Regions from separate parts of the Oryctolagus cuniculus genome. Here all the other regions are linked to region 1. A link is a contact called in public Hi-C data. All regions are on one chromosome and are shown on one strand. Each heading gives the region's core, a stretch centred on a gene start, on an enhancer-like site or on the middle of the called end of the contact. The rest is flanking DNA. Distances are from core to core; before and after follow the strand shown. Region 1 has its middle 1.1 Mb from the start of PGER5. Region 2 holds the start of KLF6 (KLF transcription factor 6). Region 3 has its middle 96 kb from the start of TRNAA-UGC.

Evidence for each region. A called contact is a pair of places that touch in the nucleus more often than the background predicts.
Region 2: a Hi-C map of psoas muscle shows a contact between it and region 1, with 5 times the contacts expected there. The contact joins the promoter of KLF6 here to the enhancer-like site in region 1. A contact is called at or near these places in 3 of 6 Hi-C or Micro-C datasets (embryonic fibroblasts, psoas muscle and skin fibroblasts).
Region 3: a Hi-C map of embryonic fibroblasts shows a contact between it and region 1, with 4 times the contacts expected there. The contact joins two enhancer-like sites. A contact is called at or near these places in 2 of 6 Hi-C or Micro-C datasets (embryonic fibroblasts and psoas muscle).

Annotation. Positions count from the first base shown.
Region 1 is chr13:91,761,757-91,765,490 of mOryCun1.1, reverse strand. No RefSeq gene overlaps it. Among named protein-coding and RNA genes, the nearest start is that of PGER5, 1.1 Mb to the right of the region's middle. Within about 2 kb of position 1,865, at least 6 of the 8 cell types and tissues checked have an H3K27ac peak or open chromatin away from gene starts, as enhancers often do.
Region 2 is chr13:92,835,196-92,838,662 of mOryCun1.1, reverse strand. KLF6 (KLF transcription factor 6) reads right to left here and starts at 2,148. Exons shown (of 4, transcript XM_002720810.5): 1 at 1,766-2,148. The coding sequence starts at 1,969.
Region 3 is chr13:93,226,404-93,229,855 of mOryCun1.1, reverse strand. No RefSeq gene overlaps it. Among named protein-coding and RNA genes, the nearest start is that of TRNAA-UGC, 96 kb to the left of the region's middle. Within about 2 kb of position 2,100, at least 3 of the 8 cell types and tissues checked have an H3K27ac peak or open chromatin away from gene starts, as enhancers often do.

The sequences.
Region 1 (3,734 bases), core at 616-3,115:
TGAAATTCTATGAAATTAGCAAAGCTCCATAGTAACACCTGGTGCTGAGAATTTCTCACTGCTACTAAATTGGAAGAGTTAAGAAAGATGTGTGGATCTCAACTTTGTCTTATCCCTTTGACAATTATATTGTCTCCAATGTTCTAATAGAACTGCCAATACTGTGTGCATATTAACTTGAAAAATGTCACAAATACTACCTTCAATTGTTCTTCTGAAGTGTGGACTTAACATGAAAATTTGATGTAAAAAAAAAATGGATGGATTTTTATTTAACACATGTTTTTCTATGGATTAACTTACAGTCAGTCTTCTAATTGAAAGGGATAAGTTTTCAGAGACCAGAAATTCAGGTCCCCTACATTAGTGACTGGGACCTGATTACTTGAGCCACCACCTGCTTTCTTTGAGGTCTGCCTTGGCAGGAAGCTGTAGTCTAGAGCCAGAGTTAGAAACTGAACGCACATTTTCTCATGTAGAATTTGGGTGTCTTAACATCAACCACGAGGCCACATGCCCAACCCTCCATTTCTTTCCTTTAATTTCTCTGAAAAGGTTAAGCTTTGGTAGCTAAGAGAAAGGACTGCAATTGTGGGTCAAAAGGTTTCATACTATCTCAGCTCCCCAAAAATGGCTCCCAGGGTGCACACAAGTCACCGTATTGGCATCTTCTGGGAACTTCTCAACAAACACCACCTTGACTGCCCCAAGAGCCAGGGCACAGCCTACCACAGGCTTCCTTTTCACTCTGATCACTGAGTGGTTCATAAAACTAGCAGGACCAACCCTCTAGACTTCCCTTCCCCAAAGTTGGTTGCAGATTGCAGAGCCCTCTCCTCATTTCCTGTGCCAACAATCCCTTCTTTCTCATGTCATATCTGTTTCTGCTTTATCCATGGATAAAGGTGGTTTGGCACCTTTGAACTCCAACAGATAGAGTTATTTAACGTTTCTATGACAGTGAGACTAAATTTAGTTTGAAGAAGATGATATGTCAGGTCCAATAATATTTATAAACCTTGTTGATGTTCAGCTTACTGTGGAGCAATGGAGCCCAATTTCCTGTTTTATTCATCCTTTTTTCCCCAAACTTTATTTATTAGAAGAGACAGAGAGAGAGAGAAAGAAAGAAAGAGGGAGGGAGCCCTCATCCACTGGATTGTTCCCCACATGTCCACAATGACCACTATCTAGGGCAAAACTGAGAGCTGAGAACTCAATCCAGTTCTACTGCATAGGTCCCAGGGACCCAACCCCTTGAGCCATCACCTCCTCCCTCTGAGGTCATGCACTAGCAAGAAACTGGAATCAAGAACAAGAACTGAGCTGAAACATGAACCCTGGTACTCTACTTGAAGCCTTCGAGAGGTTAATTTAAAGCAAACAGTCTTTCACAAGAGACAAAAGTCCCAATAAAATCACATGCCATTATTTAAAACTTCTTTTTATTTAAGATCAGCACAAATAAATATGTGCTAATATCCTGGCATTTAATCTTCCTCCTTTATATTTCTGACTTCTGCCTTTGTTTCTGGGCTATTTTTCTCCCTATAAACAAAAGCCATCAGGCGATTGGGACTTATAATTCTCTCCAAAGACATTTGTGCTTTTCTATTTCTTTTTTGTTAGTCAGAATCAAAATAACCCAAGAGGGGTAGGATAAAGGAAGTATAATGAGTATACACTTATTAGGGCATTTTATCCAGCAACTGTCTCCAGATAGCAGCTGCATGAGTCATGCCGAACACGTGGATGTCTGTGAGCCTCCAGGGATTACCAAACTCTGACTCAAGGGTGGAGTTTGGTTGCTGAGGCATTTCACAGGGCTCAGCACACTGGGTGATGTCAGTTAATCCAATTACAGTCAGCGGATCAGCAGTATTCCAACAAACACTGCGTTCATTCAGTTCCAGTCAGAACTTCCAGTGGCACAGCCAAGGAAATCTAGGTGGCACAAAAAAAGCTTCTGATAATGGAAAGTACTGGAGGTCCAGCTTAGATATGGCTCCAGGCTTAAACCAATCCCCTGTCAATATCCTATTAGTCACTTCCAGACAGTGTGTCAGAGCAACAGGCTAGATTTCACCTGATGCCTTCAGTTTCTTTGACGATTTTTAAACACCTCTGCTAAGGAATCCGTTTGAGGAACAGATCTATTTTTATTCATAATGACTTCTCCATCTGTCTTGCTATTTTCTAAAAACAGATTAGCATCCTGCATGTATAACCTAGTTTATTTGGTGAACTATTCAGAGCCAAAATGTCTTTCCAAAGAATAACAGAATGATATGAATATTCTGTTTTACAATCACAGAACTAATAGTTACTAAAAAGTGAAAGAATATTTAATTCACTATGATGAAACTATATATTGACTTGATTTTTTGAAACTAGTGGGAACAGGTCCTTGTCAAGTCTTTAACAGATATTTTTCTTTGTGTGAGTTTTCCCTCCTGTGTGTTTTAGAAATAGTTTAAGAATGGGGGTCTGGAGGCTGGTACTGCTCCATCACTGATTTATGGTACAATCTTGAATAAAACCATTAAGTTCTCTGTTCTGATCTCATACTGAAAAGAAGAACAAAATCAGAACAAAATTAGAATGAAACTACTGATCATGGCTGAAAATTTGTTGAAACAATGATATGAGGTAAAAGTATTTAAAGAGTAGCCCAAATATATCAAGTCCTGTTATGTCTGTTAAGATTAAAGTCTTTAGGTAAGATTTCACACCTACTGCATAGGTAAATTGAAAATAAAGACTTCCTAGCTTCATTAAATCAACATCATTTAAATAAATGATTTTATATGTAGTTGTGAATTTTGTTGCAAAGTTGAAATTCCTTTAAAAATGGGAGTAAGTTATTGTATTGCTGTTGTATCTAGATGTGTTAGTTTATAGTCATCAGTGGTAGTAGCGTCCGTCTCTCTATCTCATCTGTACATGTTTTGTCTCACGATGTTCATTTGTATTCATTTTTTATCTAGAGGAAAATATACCATGAAATTCACCTTTTTAAAGTGTACACTTCAGTGACTTTCAGCATAACCATAAAGTTGTGAGTTCATCACAACCATGTAATTCCGAAATATATTCACACCACAAAAACAAATCCCATACTATCTAATATCAACTTCCATTTATCCCCTTCCCTTAACCCCTAACAAATGCTAATTTAGGTTCTGTCTCTATGGGTTTATCGTTTCTCTATATTTCATTTTCATGTATCTAGATTATTTTTCTTATCAATATTTTAAAGATTCATTAATATTTTATCTTAGTTTTTAAAGATTTATTGATTTATTTGGTACAGACGGGGTGGGGTTGGATTTCATCTGCTAGTTCATGTTCCAAATGGTTGCAATGGTGGGGACCCAGCCAGGCCAAAGCCAGGAGCCTGGAACATCATCTGGGTCTCCCACTTGGGTCCCAAGCATTTGGGTCATTTTCAACTGCCTTCTCAGGTTCATTAGCAAGGAGCTGGATCAGAGGTGCAGCAGCTGGGACTCGAACTGTTGCCCACTGGGATGCCAGTGTTAAAAGCAGCAGCTTAACCCACTGTACCACTATGCCCACCCTCTCACTCATGTTTTAGATTGTACTAGATGTGTCATTTTTATGACTGAGTAATACGCCATGATATGGCTATAAAACACTTTGCTTTTCCATTCGTTAAGAGTCATTTCCACATTTAGACTACTACCAGGAAGTGAAAACCTACTATTATGAACTTC
Region 2 (3,467 bases), core at 899-3,398, 1.1 Mb before region 1:
AAGAAGCTACAACTGCCGAGATCAGCATCCCCTCTCCCCACCATTTCAAACTTTCTAGCCACTGGAAAAGAAAAATGGTAGGAAACATTTTAGGATTAAATGATGTCTGCCCTGATACTCACTAGGATCAGTTGCCTGCATGCCCATATAAGGCTGGCTGTACTACTGGCAATTCCACACACTGAAATTGCTACACCAAGCTGCTCTTTTCAACAAATCATTTGCAGGGCGCGCACCGTCCTGAGCACAGGCTACCCAAGGGGTTCATGCTTACTTAGCAGTGTGCCTTCTATTGTAATATATGCACATCCTGCCCCCTCCCCACAGACTCATCAAAACAGCAAGCATGAGCAAGCAAAGGGGTAAAATCATTGTTTTCTCTCTCCCCCTAAAATTAGATGTCTGAGTTACAGTGCATACGAGAGTGTTCCAAAGAGAGGCGGCGATGTTATTTTATTGATGTTCCAAAGACACAGGAAAGCACATTTATTGCGATCTTGTTAAACTTTCATAATCTGGCTAATTTAAAATCTCCATTATCCTGATGAGCACCAGGGACCTCAACCAAGCTCTCAGAGAGTTTAAAAGCCTCTGAAGGCCACCAGGAGCCAAGTCTGGCTAGTTGCCCAAATCCCAAATGCCCGAAGGAAACTACTTAGATCAATTTCAATCACGTCCTGTCTTTGAGGAGGAAAAAGGGGGGAGGGGGAGAGGAAGGCAGGAGAGGATCGGGAACAATTAAGCAGGCATCGGAAGGCTGCAACACTTCGCATTTCATCCTTCTTAAAAGCTTTCTAGACTTGGAAACCCACAGAACCTATTTGATCAGCTAATTCACTCTGTGACAAAAAGCAAACAGCTCGTCAGGGCAGAGACACAACACGGGGACCCTCCTGCTATCTTTTTATAGACAATGGGGCAAGTGTTGGAGTCTCTCTCCTCAGGCAATCCGAGGTTTTTAGAAGGAGAAAAAAAAAATTAAGTTTCTAAAATTCCCAATGCCCCACATTCCAGTTCCAGTAAAATGCCGGAAACAGGGGTTCTTCTTCCCAAACTAAGACTTGAGGCAATTAGGAAGGGCTGCCTGTCATATGACTGACAAGTCACTGGTGTGTGCAAACAGTTTTTTTTTTTTTTCCTGGTCAACAAGAGAAGCAAGTAAGAAAAATAAGACAGAGCTAGGTTCATGTTAAGAATTCCAAACAAGGAAAACAAATGGGAAATGCCCTAGATCTATGTTTCGTTGTCAAAAATGTTAAGATTAAAAAAAAAAAAAGCTGTATGGATACACACCAAACAGCAAAACAAAAACAAAATCTTAAAAAAAAAATGCCTTGGCAGTCCGTGCGAGTGCGTTCATATGACAACGTCCAGCTGTGGAGTTTGGACCCGGTACAAACGCCAGACTCGTGCCAAGGGCTCGGGCCGGGATCAGGCCGAGGAGTTCGGGTTTCCCCCGGGGTGGATGCTCCAGACGCTCGGGTGGCAGGGAAAAAACACGCCGGGCACCGCGGAGCCGGGCTCGCTCGGCTCGGCTGTCAACTCCGCGGCGCGCTGCAGAGCGACCCCCGAGCGTGCCGAAGGGCGCTCCGAGATCAGGATTTCCATGTTTTTTTGTTTTTGTTTTTTTTTTTTTTAAATGACTCGAACCACAGCAATCATCCTCATCCAAAGCTGCACCTCCGAGCACACACCACCCTGCCTGGCGCCTCCACGCACTCCCTCCTCGGCGCCCTGGACACGTGAGAAAAAAATCCCTATTTACCTGTTGCCAATATTCCTCCAGGGACGGGAGAGCCGAGAAGTAGCCCGTTTCGTGCACAATCTGGAGTTCCTGGAAGATACTGCACATTGGGAGCACATCCATGTCGGGTTGGAAAAGACAGTCCCCGCTGTCGGGAACACGGGGAGGTGTGCGTTCTGGAGTCGGAGCCGAAACTCTCCCCGCCAGGGCAGGTGAAAGTTTCATGCAAACTCAATCAGACGCCCCGGTCCGGACCCTCCCGCAGCCCGCAGCGCGCGCGCGGAGCCCACACAATATTTGCAAACACCGGACTGACTGCAAACGTAACCCCTGCAAAACTTCCCTATTCAAAGCTCCTCTGCCAGCCTCCCCCCTCCTCCCCGGGCTGGCTCCCCCCACTCCCCCTCCCCCCACGTGACTCGCCGCGCGCCCGCCCCGCGCGCTGCCCAATCCGGTCGCGCCCGGTCCGAGGGCCGCGCGCAGATGATGTCAGCTCCGGCCAATGGCGAGCGACATCGCGCAGCGGCCCCGCCTGGCGTGACCGAGCCTCTCCATCACAGCCCTCCTCATTGGCTCAATTCGAACTCTGCCCTCTCTGATTGGAAGGCGGCCTCGCAGGCTATTTTTAGCAGGGTATATAAGACGCGGGCCGTCGCGCGCCGGAGGAGTCGGTGCTGGGAGGTGCGCGGCCGAGCGCCGTCGTCGGCCGGCGGTCGGGGAAGCCGGGCTGAGGGAGCCGCTTTGGGGGGAACCGTGCCGGACTGCGCCCGCCCGGGCCCCTGCGTATCCGTCGGTGTGACCCTAGCCGGGCCCGGCCGGGTCCGGCAAAGCACCCTACGCAAGCTTGCTCCCTGGCGGCCGCTCCGTCCGTCTTTGTCCCACTCAGCTGCGTCCGGTTCCCCTCCGTTCTCACACCCGCGGCGTCCCACGCGGTCCCTTTCGCGCTGGTGCTCCGTCCCCCTCCCTGTGCAGCGCGCGGGGCCGCGCTGGCCTCCGCGGGCTGTCCCTGTCTCCCCCGGGGTCCCGGCTTCCGGCCCGTCCCTCTGTGCGTCCCGCTCCGCAGGACTGCTGCACGGAGCCGGGGAGGGGGCGCGCGGGGCGCAGGTTTGCTGAGGGGACCGCAGGGTCGGCTGGCGGGGACCTGGGGGACGGGTCGTGGGCGACCCTCCACCCCCTCCCCCGGGACCCTGCGTGAGGGGAGCCTGGGGCCCGCCCCCACCCGAGGGTCCCTGCGCTGCGCTGCCCACCCTGGGGCCGGCGGCGGGCACCGTCAGGTGCACACATCGGTTGAGCCTGAGGTTCAGGAAAAGGATCGAGGAGCCAGTGCGCTCAGATTCTGTGGAGCGAAGCTTACCTCTGCTTGTTAGAAACGCAGCGTCTAAGGTCTCCAACCCTGCTCGTGTGTTTTCATAAGCCCCCAGTAGTGCCAGCTGAAGTTTGAGGACCAGGCGTGTATAGCTTAAACGTCCTTTTGTTTGTTGTCATACAATAACCCTCATTCTGTGAAAATGCGGTGTTTACTTCTGATTGGAAGAAATCTGTTTATGTTGCAGAAGGCAATCTCAAAGAACCCTCACCAAGGTTAACAACTAGGTTTTCCCACGAATGTGTAAACAATTCAAATTAGGTTGAGACTCTCATTCAGTGTGTGTGTGTGTGTTTAATAAAAATTATCTCCTAAAATACACTGTTATGTTCATCTTAAAGAAAAATTCCAGGAACA
Region 3 (3,452 bases), core at 851-3,350, 1.5 Mb before region 1:
AAGTTTACTTTTCAGATTCTCAATTTTGGTCGTCAGCAAGGTGCAGTTACTAATATTATTGTCTTATAACTACCAAGTTGGTATGTATTTTACAAAATGATCATTTTATGATACGCCTTCCCCGGGCTTCATAGATATAAGGCAATCTAACACTTAGAGGTTACAACTTGGACTGGTACCCAATGGGCACAAAAACACTGCTACTGACCCCATGCAAAGCACTGCGCTATGTTCCCTGCATCTAGTGGTCCCAGAGCACTTGACGCTCCCCTGTTTTTAAGCACAGGCAGGGAGATAGCCAGATGATGGGGTATTCACAGCACCTGCGCAGCTTTAACAATACATGACACGGCTGAACATTTTCCAGAATAATTTTAGGGTGATTTTTCAGGGGAAGTGTGCCGTGTTTCTATTTTAAACGTTCAGTTTGATGGAGGAAATTTTTAGAGGAGATGATCTTGCTCAGAAGGCTATATTTTGGCTAAAATTAGTATTAAGTTGGTTGGCACTTTCAAAGAAGGAGTTCAGGTGAACATAGATTAGAGATTGATTTCTTAGGAAGTTTCTATAGAATCCAATGTTATGTCATTGATGGTTCATGTTTGCATTTGTTTCACTATTCAGAAACAACAAGCAAGTTTATGTTTTTAACCATGGAGGAACTATTAGCCTTTGTTCTTAAAAATGTTAAAAATTTAATTGAAGATTTTTCCTCTATGGCCGTAAAACTGCTACATTCTATGTATACATACATTATTTATAATTGAATATGATGCAAATAAAGATTATAGAATGAAAATTATATTTAGGTTCTTGCTGATTTTTTTTTTTTTTGACAGGCAGAGTGGACAGTGAGAGAGAGAGACAGAGAGAAAGGTCTTCCTTTGCCGTTGGTTCACCCTCCAATGGCCGCCATGGCCAGCGCACTGCGCTGATCCGATGGCAGGAGCCAGGTGCTTCTCCTGGTCTCCCATGGGGTGCAGGGCCCAAGCACTTGGGCCATCCTCCACTGCCTTCCCGGGCCACAGCAGAGAGCTGGCCTGGAAGAGGGGCAACCGGGACAGAATCCGGTGCCCCGACCAGGACTAGAACCCAGTGTGCCGGCGCCGCAAGGCGGAGGATTAGCCCAGTGAGCCGCGGCGCCGGCCGGTTCTTGCTGATTTAAGACACGTTTTAAAGTAAGTTACTTGATGTAACTTTTTAATTGTTCACAAACTGTTAAATGTCTGAAAATGTTTTATCGAGTTTTAGGGTAAAGTGAACATTTTTATACATTTGAGGCTTGTTTTACCTTTGTGATAAATTAACAAATACTTGAAGAGAAATGGATATATATGGTTTCAAATCTAATAAATCTAGCGCACAAAGCATTTTGTTAAAAAGGTAATTGTGGGCTGGCATTTGGCTTAGCAGTTCAGATGCTTATCAAAATTCCCACATTCCATATTGGAGAGCTTGTTGCTGATTCCAGTCTCCTGCTGGTGAGTATACTGGGAAATAGCAGGTGATAGATCAATTGGTTGGGTCCCTGGCCCCCAGTGTGGGAGACTTGAATCAAGTTGCTGGCTATTGGTGTTAGCCTGACTCAGTCCCAGCTGTTTCAGTAATTCAGGAAATGAACCAGAAGGTGAAAAATCTGTTTGTATCTCTCCAATAAAATAATTTTTAAAATAAAGTATTTGTATATATTTAATAAGAATAACATTAAGTATTTTTCGTAAGTCCTTAAATAAATTAAAAATAAAGAGCTGAAAATTCCCAGGAACAGAGAAAATTTGACCTCAAAGGTAAAATTACATCCGAGACTTGGAAAACAGGAAATTTCAGATGATTTTTGGCAAAATACATGATGCCACTCCTTCTCTTGGTGTGTTAAGTTTTCCTGAGTCTGTGCATTCCTAGTAACTCATGAAGTCTCCAAAGGCTGAAGTTTCAGTTCCAGAAAGAGGAGTAGTAGAAACACCACCACTAAAAAGAACAAGCAAATAATATTGACATTGTGGCTCTTCACCAAAATCGCAAGTTCAGATTTCCAAAGCCATCCCCAGGGACAGGACATCTCCCAGACGGCTGGAGAATAAGCTTTCTGGCAGTTGGAAGGAGGGGTCATTGTTCAGAACAGGAAGCTGTGTGTGAATGAGTGCATTATGTGGCTTGTGTGTGATGGCAGGATAAAGGACATCACAGAGCTAGGCAGGGCGGTGTGTGTTGAAAATATATGTTTCTTTGTTGCCCAGAGATAAGTGAAAGCCTAGATTTATCTGTCTTTTTCAGGCCAGAGGAAAACACCCAACAACAACATCAACAACAACAATAACAACAAGGAGGAAGAGTGGGTGTGCTAGAAATTCCATTGGCATGAAGTCTGCTGGGAAAAGCCTGGCTAGGGACATGGTTGGTGAGAAACAGATTTGGCACTTATTGTTTTGCTGTATGAGTAAGCCTCCAAAGCAATGTGGGTGTGTGCAGTCGGAAAGAAAATCAGAGTTCAACAAAACGCATGAATCACTTGGTTAACTGTTAAGGAAAGCATATATTAAGTGATTATTTAGCTCCTAAAATTAAAACAAAATAAGAGCAGCAACAAAAACTTCCATCCCCCAAGTCTTTGAAAACTGAAGATGGCAAAACAGTGCAAGTGGATGCAGTTAAAGCATTTTGCCAAAGTCCAGCAAGAAGGCGCATGTTACCTAAAATCTTTTTTTAAAGCATCTTTATATAATGAACTCCAGGGCTATTAAAAAGGTAGCCAACCCGCCTGCTTAGCTTTCATTAAGCCCCTAAAAAAAAAAAGTGCTGGGTCGGAGTTTGTGAAAGTTGGAATTTAAGTGGTGATACGGGTCTTGTACTCCTCCACCACGGGTCACCATGAATCAGAGTTTTGTGGTTAGCCTACTCAAACAGGCAAGCACTTGGTGGTTTGTCTTTTGTTTAATTTGTTACAAGATCATACAAGATATTTTTCAACAGAGTTTCAGAAAGCATCTTGGGAAATCCACAAAAATGGGCTGAATCATCTAACCAAAAGCAGTCCCAACCGCATCAGAATGACTTTCAAAGTCTTGCTCCTCTTTCTTTGAGAACGTTTTCTCAGCTTTCCCCGGGTGCAGAGCAGAGATGCAGAGATGGATTCAGGATAGACACGAAGGTAAAGCAGAGTGTGAGTACTGAAAACCCGAAAACATTTCAATTATGAAGGGAAAGTGAGTCAGAGGCAGCCTTAGCTACTTTTGGTACTCAGGGTGATGAGCTTTTCTGGAAAAGTGACTGAGTTATGAATCTATCGCTAAGAAAAGCTATTCAGGAAATCTGAAGAGCGCCTTCACTCTCACCCTCATGACACCATATCACATTGGGACAGACCACGCTAGCTTTCTTCCCCCCTTTTCCTTCCTCATCCTTGCTGCCATTCCTTTACCGTCTCATCACTTTTTTTCCCCTCCAAACTCACA